3 separate regions of the Sus scrofa genome follow, and regions 2 and 3 are each linked to region 1. A link is a contact called in public HiChIP or PLAC-seq and promoter capture Hi-C data. All regions are on one chromosome and are shown on one strand. Each heading gives the region's core, a stretch centred on a gene start, on an enhancer-like site or on the middle of the called end of the contact. The rest is flanking DNA. Distances are from core to core; before and after follow the strand shown. Region 1 holds the start of ZNF112 (zinc finger protein 112). Region 2 holds the start of ZNF180 (zinc finger protein 180). Region 3 holds the start of LOC100627091 (zinc finger protein 227).

Region 1 (2,700 bases), core at 40-2,539:
CGTTCCCTCCTTGCTGCAGCCTTTTCCAAGTCAAGGCAGGTGTGAACCGGAGATCGGCACTTGCTATCAGTCTCTGCGTGGATTGAATCATGAGCTGCTGCAGCTGCAGACCCTCGACATCCCCTGAGAGTCTTCACGGTGGAGATCAGGAGTGAGGCACTCGGTGCCCTGGGAAAACTGGCAGACCAGGTCTTCAGATGGATGTTTTCAGGAGAAGATTTGATGAGCCCAATTCTTGCATCTAGAAAAGCACTCAAACCCTTCAAGGAGACATCTGCTCCTCGAGACTAGCAGCAGCCTTCTGCAAATGTGTCCTTGGTTGCACGTATCTCCCCCTTCATCAAAATCACATATATACCGACCCTCCATCCTACCTCTTTGGGGCAGTTTTTCTGAGCTCTCTGAAATGCTGCCTCCCAGGCTATAGTCCTCATTTTGCCCTCAAATAAAACTTAACTCACAATTCTCATGTTGTGCATTTTTTAAAGTTGACACAGGGAAAAGAACGGAGGCTGAGCAAAATCAGAACTTCATTTGCGCTCCGACATAAATTACAGTGGACGTCCCAGACCACAGCCAGGAGCGACCCTTTCCAAAAAAAAATTCAAAAAATGATTAGAAAACCAGATACAGCCACGCCTTCTTCAGGGATCAGAGAAAGGCCAGGGACACTGAGGCAGGAGCTCTGACCCCATCCCGGGCTCAAAGACGTTTTTGGGGAACTAAGCACTTACTTCTCAAGAAGTTTAAAGATACTAGTAACAAGAGACTTATTTTTGCTCACAAACCAGCCTCTGATTCTTTTCCTGCACATTCTCAGACTAGCCCTATTAGGTAGACACTTATACCAACTTTAAAGAAGAGCAAAAGAAGCAGAGACACTGACATACTCGCCTAATATTATACCGGTGGGAAGCGGCAGCTAGAGCTGGTGGTCGGGTAAAGGGTTGGGAAAGTACAGAACCCAGAAGACCCTCAATCCCAGCGATTTACGGCTCTGGCCTGGGCCCCTAAACCGGGGATGCACCCACAGCCCCGCGCTCCAGAAGGCTCATTCAAAGGGAGCGCCAATTCTGCCCTTCGCTGCCAGCGGATTCTTTGTCCAAGGTCGAGGGCAGGGTCGCTAGTGGCCCACAACAAACCCAAGAACGGCCAGTGTGGACACGAGGAGAGGGGCTCTGCAAAGCTGTGGGAGACTCACCTTTCCGAGAGGAATGAAGGCCGCGGCCTCGCGTACCTGGACCGGAAGTGACTCTGCCTACACAAATCCCCCGGACTACGCTTCCCAGAATTCCCGACGGGAGCAGGGACACGGCCTCAGCTTTCTGTAGCGGAAGTTATCCAACTACAGTGTTGCCGGACTACACTTCCCGAAATTCCCAGGCACTTCGTCGCCTTCCCAGGGCGGAAGTTCCGGCTGCTGTGCTGAGAGTGTGGATTCTACTTCACAGCCTCGCCGTCCTGAAAGAATTCCGCAATTCCCGCCTTCCTGGAGCTGAAATGCTTCCAAAGATAGAGCGGTCTACTATGCATTTATGTATTTTCTCCAGCCGACTATGCACTAAAAGAGCTTTTCTAGAGCGTAATTGTTTCTGATCTTGTGCATCTTCTGAACTGCAATTCCCGAATCTCCTTCCCGGCAGCCCTTTCCGCAAGATTGCGCTTTTTCTTTCGGGTAGTCAACAATTGAATAGTCGATATTCTCTTTAGGAGACTCAGAATAAATTAACTCTATGCTGTTAGTCGAGTTCGGCCTCCCCTTTGCTTTTTTTCTAAAATTTTTTTTCTGTCAAACATGCCAAAAACAAAGCAAACTCCACCAAAGCATACTATTTACCTACCCACCTACCTATCCCAAAAAAATACCCCTAGAAACCAGATAAGTTAGGAATGTGGGAAATAAAAAAAAAAAAAAAAAAAAAAGGGAAGGAAGGAAAGGAGGGAACGTGGGAGAAGGGAATAAATGATATAAAGAAAGCGATTTGTAGGCAAAAAAATGCAATACTAAGAGGAAATTTCGTTGACCTACATTGGGCACTGAATGTAAGGAGTACAGGATCTCAACCTTACTTAGACCGGATTGCCTTTTTTTATTCTACATGGGCGTGAATGCACCTAGAACTCTGATGCTGCTACCTTCCCTGAGCTGTTCGCTCTGTGATGAATGGACATGGATGCTAAGAATACACAAGAAACAGATGCAACCACTGACCAGGACAAAAAGCAGCAGCACGGAGTTCCCATCATGGCGCAGTGGTTAACGAATCCGACTAGGAACCATGAGGTTGCGGGTTCGGTCCCTGCCCTTGCTCAGTGGGTTAGCGATCCGGCGTTGCCGTGAGCTGTGGTGTAGATCGCAGACGCGGCTCGGATCCCACGTTGCTGCGGCTCTGGTGTAGGCCGGCGGCTACAGCTCCGATTTGACCCCTAGCCTGGGAACCTCCATATGCCGCAGGAGTGGCCAAAGAAATAGCAAAAAGACAAAAAAAAAAAAAAAAAAAAAAAAAAAAAAAGCAGCAGCATATGTTTTCCACATATTCTTGGCTTTAATTGCTGATTATGAAATGTGAGTCCTAAGACAAAAGGAGGGAGCTGTATTGATACAGACAAAGCATTATAATATGGGAAGGGATAAATCCTTTATAAAATCTTGAATTTTTTTTTTTTTTTTGCTTCTAGTATCATATCACATATTTGAAC
Region 2 (2,700 bases), core at 103-2,602, 65 kb after region 1:
CAAATAGCACCCTGAGAAGAGAACTCCAGAATCAGGCCTAGGACTTGCACATTCACCAGCCTGGGGGTTCCTGAGCTCATATTAAGGCAGCTCCCATGGGAATTGGGTCTTTTTGCTTCTTACAACCCAAATGTGAGTCCCTGGGTGCCATGAGAGTCCAGCCCCTTCCAGGTCTAAATCTGCAGCCCAGATTCTCTCCCTCTATCAACTGGCGCATCCTCAAGCCTGCAAGCTGAGCTGCCCAGCAAAGGTCCTGGGAACACCTACTTCATAATCATGTGGGCAGCATCTGGCTTCCTCCCCCAACAGCTGTCGATTTGATGGGAGTTGTTGCAACCCTGTCATTCCTGGGCTCCGAGCAAAACTTGTAAGTCCTAGGACTCTGCAGTCTCCTACATGGGTCCCAGGATCACCAGTCCAAGTTCCTGCTTCCCATTCAGGCACCTGTAACATGCGCACGTGCCCTCCGCCTAAATCTGACCTAGGCTCTAGTCCCTCCACCAAGCTAAGAATCTGTAGTCCATCAGCCATTCCCACGGAGGGGAGAAGGGGGTGCAGTCACTGAAGTAGCAGTGCCTCTCCTAAGGCAAGAAACTGCAACTCCAATTTGGTCTGTCCACTACCCAGGGTGCCCCAGGCGTCGAAAAAGAGCGGTGTCTGCTCCAGAATCCCAGAGCCAAGTGTCCAGAACCTCACTTCCCACCTCCTGTTACCTGCTCAAACACACCTGCTCAGGAGTATTGGAAATAATGGCAGATGCCCTCTCCTCCGAGAACCAGCATCTGCAATTGAGCACTTCATCAACCCAGTCATCCTCAGGTCCTCCACTAAGCAAGCCCAGCCTTCGATGAAGGGGAGGCGGGATTCTCAGGCTCTCCCACACAAACCACCTGACGGCGTAACCGCGCACGCGTGCAGGACACAGCCAGGAGATCTTCAGCTTTCCTAGGATCATCACCAACTTCGGCCACCAGAGGCTAAAGCACTGCCACACGGTTCCCAGGGCTCCCACCCACACTCTCAAACGCAGCGTCCCGCCTAAACCCTGCGCATGCGCTCATGGGACGCCCGGCACTGCCCCGCCCCTCACCAACCTGGGCGTCCACCAGCTCCAGGACCAAACAGGGCCCGTCCCAGCTTCAGTGCCCAGCACAGCTCTGCAGCAGGACAAGCTCGGTTAAGCAACTCTCTGCCCCGACTCTGCACACGACAGACTAGGGTTAAGCTAGTTCTGTCCCTTCCCGTGGTCGGCATCCGCAAGGCCTCTCGCGTTAACTTCCAAAGGGCCGAGGTGCGCCGAAACAGAAAGCGTCCGCGCGCAAGACAATGGCTACGCTTCTGGCTGAACCAGGAAGTGCGCTTGCGCTCGGAGAGCCAGAACTACAACTCCCAGAAGCCTCGGCGGCTCGGGCTGCGATTGGGTGGATTCCAGTTCCCCAGAGGCGGCTTGCGCTGGGACGCAGCTACACAAGAAGGGGGCTCTAGGGTTGCAGCAGGGATCTGCGAGTTTGAGTGTCTGAGGTTTTGCTGCCCGCGGAGTGGAAGTAGCAAGATCGGAGGCCGAGCCAAGGCCCTGATGCATGAGGCGTGGCTGGCTTGGAAAAGGCCGCCTCTGGGCTCTGCTTGACGCCCCGGAATGGCAGTGAAAACAGGATCCGGATGGAAACAACGGGGACCCTTCCTGGGCACCTGCTGCCTGGTCAGACGCTCCGCGTGCATGGTCTCCTTTTGTCCTCACGGGAAAGATAGTTGCTACAAACTCATTATACAGCCCAGGGAGCTCCTATCAAGCCCTTCGAGAGTCTGGTTTTGTACTTAATGATAGTGAAGTCCTTTTGTTTTTTAAATTGAATTTTCTCTTTGCTACCTATAAGGGCTTAAGGAGGTTTCCTATCCGTTCGCCTTACTCTTTGTCTTCATCTCTTGACCGTTTTCCAGACTCAGTTCCAGTCACGATGGCCTTTACATTTTCTCCAACAACTCAAGCAGGCTCTCACCTCAGGACTTTGGTGTGTGCTGTTTGCGCTACCTGGCAGGTTCTACCTCTGAGGATTCCCCTATCTTTAGGCTAGTGTCATCTTCTCAAGAGGTATTTCCCCCACCTTCCCCCAACCATTGTAAACTTACAAAAGAAATCTTCACTCCCAGGTACTCCTTGCTTCCTCCCATCTTTATTTTTTTCTCTAAAGAACTTGGAGTTCCCTTTGTGGCTCAGTGGTTAACGAAACCGACTAGGAACCATGGTATGCGGGTTTGATCCCTACTCTCGCCCAGTGGGTTAGGGATCCGGTGAGCTGTGGTGTGGGTCACAGACGTAGCTTGGATCCCATGTTGCTGTGGCTGTGGCATAGGCCAGAAGCTGTAGCTCCGATTCGACCCCTAGCCTGGGAACTTCATTATGCCGTGGGATCAGCCCTAAAAAGCAAGCAGAAAGAAAGAACTTTTCACTGATATTCTATGTACTTTAGGTATTTATTTAGTCTATTGTTTATCTGCCTTTTCCACTGGACTGTCAGCTCCATAAAGGAAATGATTTATATCTGTTTTGATCACTGCCCTATCCCCAGCACCTAAGGTACCTGGCACATAATAGCTGCTCAATTAAGTATTTGTTTTGAATAAAGTTTCCTGGCCCTACATTAAACACTTTAACATCTCACATCACATTAACTTCCCATACCCACCCCACCCAGGGGGAAG
Region 3 (2,700 bases), core at 23-2,522, 120 kb before region 1:
CTGAAACAGGGGCTTGCAGTTCAGTTAGATTTTATTCAGAATTCCTGAAATGGATTTAAGGAAACAATAAAGGGGAACAATAGAACCTTTAGTGATCCTTTTATCTCACTTTCATCGGTTGCAAAATTGACCAATTTTTTCATAGCATTCAAAAGTTGACATACAATTATTGATAATATTTTAGATCATTAAAATATTCTAAATAAGAATGACCACCCATAACAAGTTAGCAAATATTCTTCTCAAAGGATAAACACAGGATACATAAATTAGAGACAGTCAAAATGGATACTAGTTAGGTTCCTCACTGCTGAGCCACGACGGGAACTCCATTCTTTTTTTTTTTTTTGGTCTTTTTTTGTCTTTTTGACTTTTCTGGGGCCGCTCCCACGGCGTATGGAGGTTCCCAGGCTAGTGGTCCAATCGGAGCTGTAGCCACTGGCCCACATCAGACCCACAGCAACGCGGGATCGGAGCCGCGTCTGCGCCCTACACCACGGCTCACAGCAACGCTGGATCCTTAATGCATTGAGCAAGGCCAGGGATCGAACCCGAAACTTCATGGTTCCTAGTTGGATTCGTTAACCACTGAGCCGCGATGGGAACTCCTATTTTTTTTTTTGGTCTTCCATTCTTTTTGTATATAAAAAGTATCTAAAAATGCATTATCAAGGCTCTTATCCACCACCCCCCCCTTTTTTTTTTTCCTGGTAGGGTTTCTTACAGTCCTTTTAAGATTCTGACCCTTCAGGAGTTCCTGTGATGGCGCAGCAGAAACGAATCTGACTAGAAACCATGAGGTTGCAGGTTCAATCCCTGGCCTCGCTCTGTGGGTTAAGGATCTGACGTATCCATGAGCTGTGGTGTAGGCTGCAGACACGGCTCGGATCTGGCGTTGCTGTGGGGCTGGCGTAGGCTGGCAGCTACAGCACCGCTAGCCTGGGAACCTCCATATGCCGTGGGTGCGGCCCTAAAAAGACCAAAGATATAAAAAAATAAAGACAATGACTCTTCAAATACTTCCTATCAATGAGAAAGAACTAGGGCAGCTGGCATCAGAGAACTGCTTCAGGTCCTCCGAGTGAAGGTGTCTCTGAAAGTTGCTGGCTGAGAACTCCCTGGAGTTCATGTTGTTCCGTTTCCTTTAGAACCTCTAAGTGGGCGGGGAAGGCCCTTCCTTCCCTTGGAGTTCTGGGAAATGTATTCCCCCAACCCTGTCCCGACGCAAGGGTCTGCGGCCCTTGGTTCATGGGCCTTCTGGGAAGTGTAGTTCCGGGGAGCTCGGTAGTCAGACGCTCTTCCGGCCCGGGAAAAGGACGCAGCCACCATCTTTATGGTCCAGGAGGTGAGTCAACCCTGCTCTCCTACGACCCCTCTGAGCCTTTTCGGCCAGAGCGTGGGGACTAGTCGCTACCTAGTCGGCTGTCTTAGGATGGAGAAGTCGCGGCCCCCGGTGGAGGCTGAGAGGCGGCGGGCGGAAGTGTGGATTCCCTTTGCTTTCCTCCTCCGCTTACGACGCAGCGCTGCTACTTCTACCGGTATAATATCTGGCTAGTTGTTATCCGTGCCCACTGCTTTCCTCTATAAGATAGCGAGAGATGGTAACTGCTGGGTGGGGTTGTGATTAGAATTAAGTGAGATCTGTCAACAGCTTAGATCGCCGGTAGCGCTTAACGTGTTGGCTCTTGCTATTGATACAGTTAATTTTCCCACCAGCGCCGTTTTGACTGGACGCCCCAGTAGCAATGCCATGGCCCTTCTGTCATCCATCAGGAGGCCGAGCTCTTCCCGAGCTTTTACTGATCTCTTTTTAGGAAGCACTGAGTCACTCCGCGCTAGTGCTTGGGGATGTCCGCTGCAGTTCTTCCGGGAGACGGACGTAGTCGCGCTGTCCCACCGCATTGTATTCTTCGCCACTCCTGAGTTCGGAGAGGGGAAGGAGGCCCTTTTTGCCCTCTCTCACCGTAGCCCCAGGTAAATATTACTGAAAGCTCCTTCTTGTTCTGGCATCAGTTCTCAGTTAATCCGCAGGTTTCCTTCATTCAGTAAATTATTACTAAGAAAATGTTATTTGTTGAATAAACCTGAGACTGTTTAATCTGCTTGTTAATATGTATGTTTGGATTTCTCTCCCACTTACATACATTTTAAAGATACAAAAATAAAAATAAATGTTTTAAAGTATATATATGATATATAAATATTTCGTTAAAGTACTCTATATATACTTTAAAATATTCTGCTTATTCATTTTGAAAATCTTTAAAGTATTTTTATAATATATATTCAAATTCACTGTGCTATCCATTTTTTTTCCCTCCTTTATTGTCTTCACTTCAGTTTATTCCCTTTTATTTACCCTCAGCTGATTTGGAAATTATATGGTCTTGTATTCTGACTTTTAAAAATGGTATTTGTGGGAGTTCCCGTCGTGGCGCAGTGGTTAACGAATCCGACTAGGAACCATGAGGTTGCGGGTTCGGTCCCTGCCCTTGCTCAGTGGGTTAACGATCCGGCGTTGCCGTGAGCTGTGGTGTAGGTTGCAGACACGGCTCGGATCCTGCGTTGCTGTGGCTCTGGCGTAGGCCGGTGGCTACAGCTCCAATTCAACCCCTAGCCTGGGAACCTCCATATGCCGCAGGAGCGGCCCAAGAAATAGAAACAACAACAACAACAACAACAACAAAAAAGACAAAAAAA

The links. Promoter capture Hi-C pulls out the DNA fragments that hold promoters and counts their contacts. HiChIP or PLAC-seq counts read pairs in DNA pulled down with a chosen protein or histone mark.
Region 2: an H3K27ac HiChIP or PLAC-seq map of skeletal muscle shows a contact between it and region 1, with 8 times the contacts expected there. The contact joins the promoter of ZNF180 here to the promoter of ZNF112 in region 1. A contact is called at or near these places in 2 of 47 Hi-C or Micro-C datasets (heart right ventricle and skeletal muscle) and 1 of 2 datasets of contacts at active chromatin or transcription factors (skeletal muscle).
Region 3: a promoter capture Hi-C map of liver shows a contact between it and region 1, with 4 times the contacts expected there. The contact joins the promoter of LOC100627091 here to the promoter of ZNF112 in region 1. A contact is called at or near these places in 3 of 5 promoter capture datasets (fetal liver, fetal skeletal muscle and liver) and 6 of 47 Hi-C or Micro-C datasets (fetal heart ventricle, heart right ventricle, liver and 3 more).

The regions. Positions count from the first base shown.
Region 1 is chr6:50,942,684-50,945,383 of Sscrofa11.1, forward strand. It overlaps ZNF112 (zinc finger protein 112), which reads right to left and starts at 1,290. Exons shown (of 12, transcript XM_021097547.1): 1 at 1,202-1,290.
Region 2 is chr6:51,007,140-51,009,839 of Sscrofa11.1, forward strand. ZNF180 (zinc finger protein 180) reads right to left here and starts at 1,353. Exons shown (of 6, transcript XM_003355941.4): 1 at 1,095-1,353.
Region 3 is chr6:50,818,084-50,820,783 of Sscrofa11.1, forward strand. LOC100627091 (zinc finger protein 227) reads left to right here and starts at 1,273. Exons shown (of 4, transcript XM_013988660.2): 1 at 1,273-1,345; 2 at 1,815-1,974.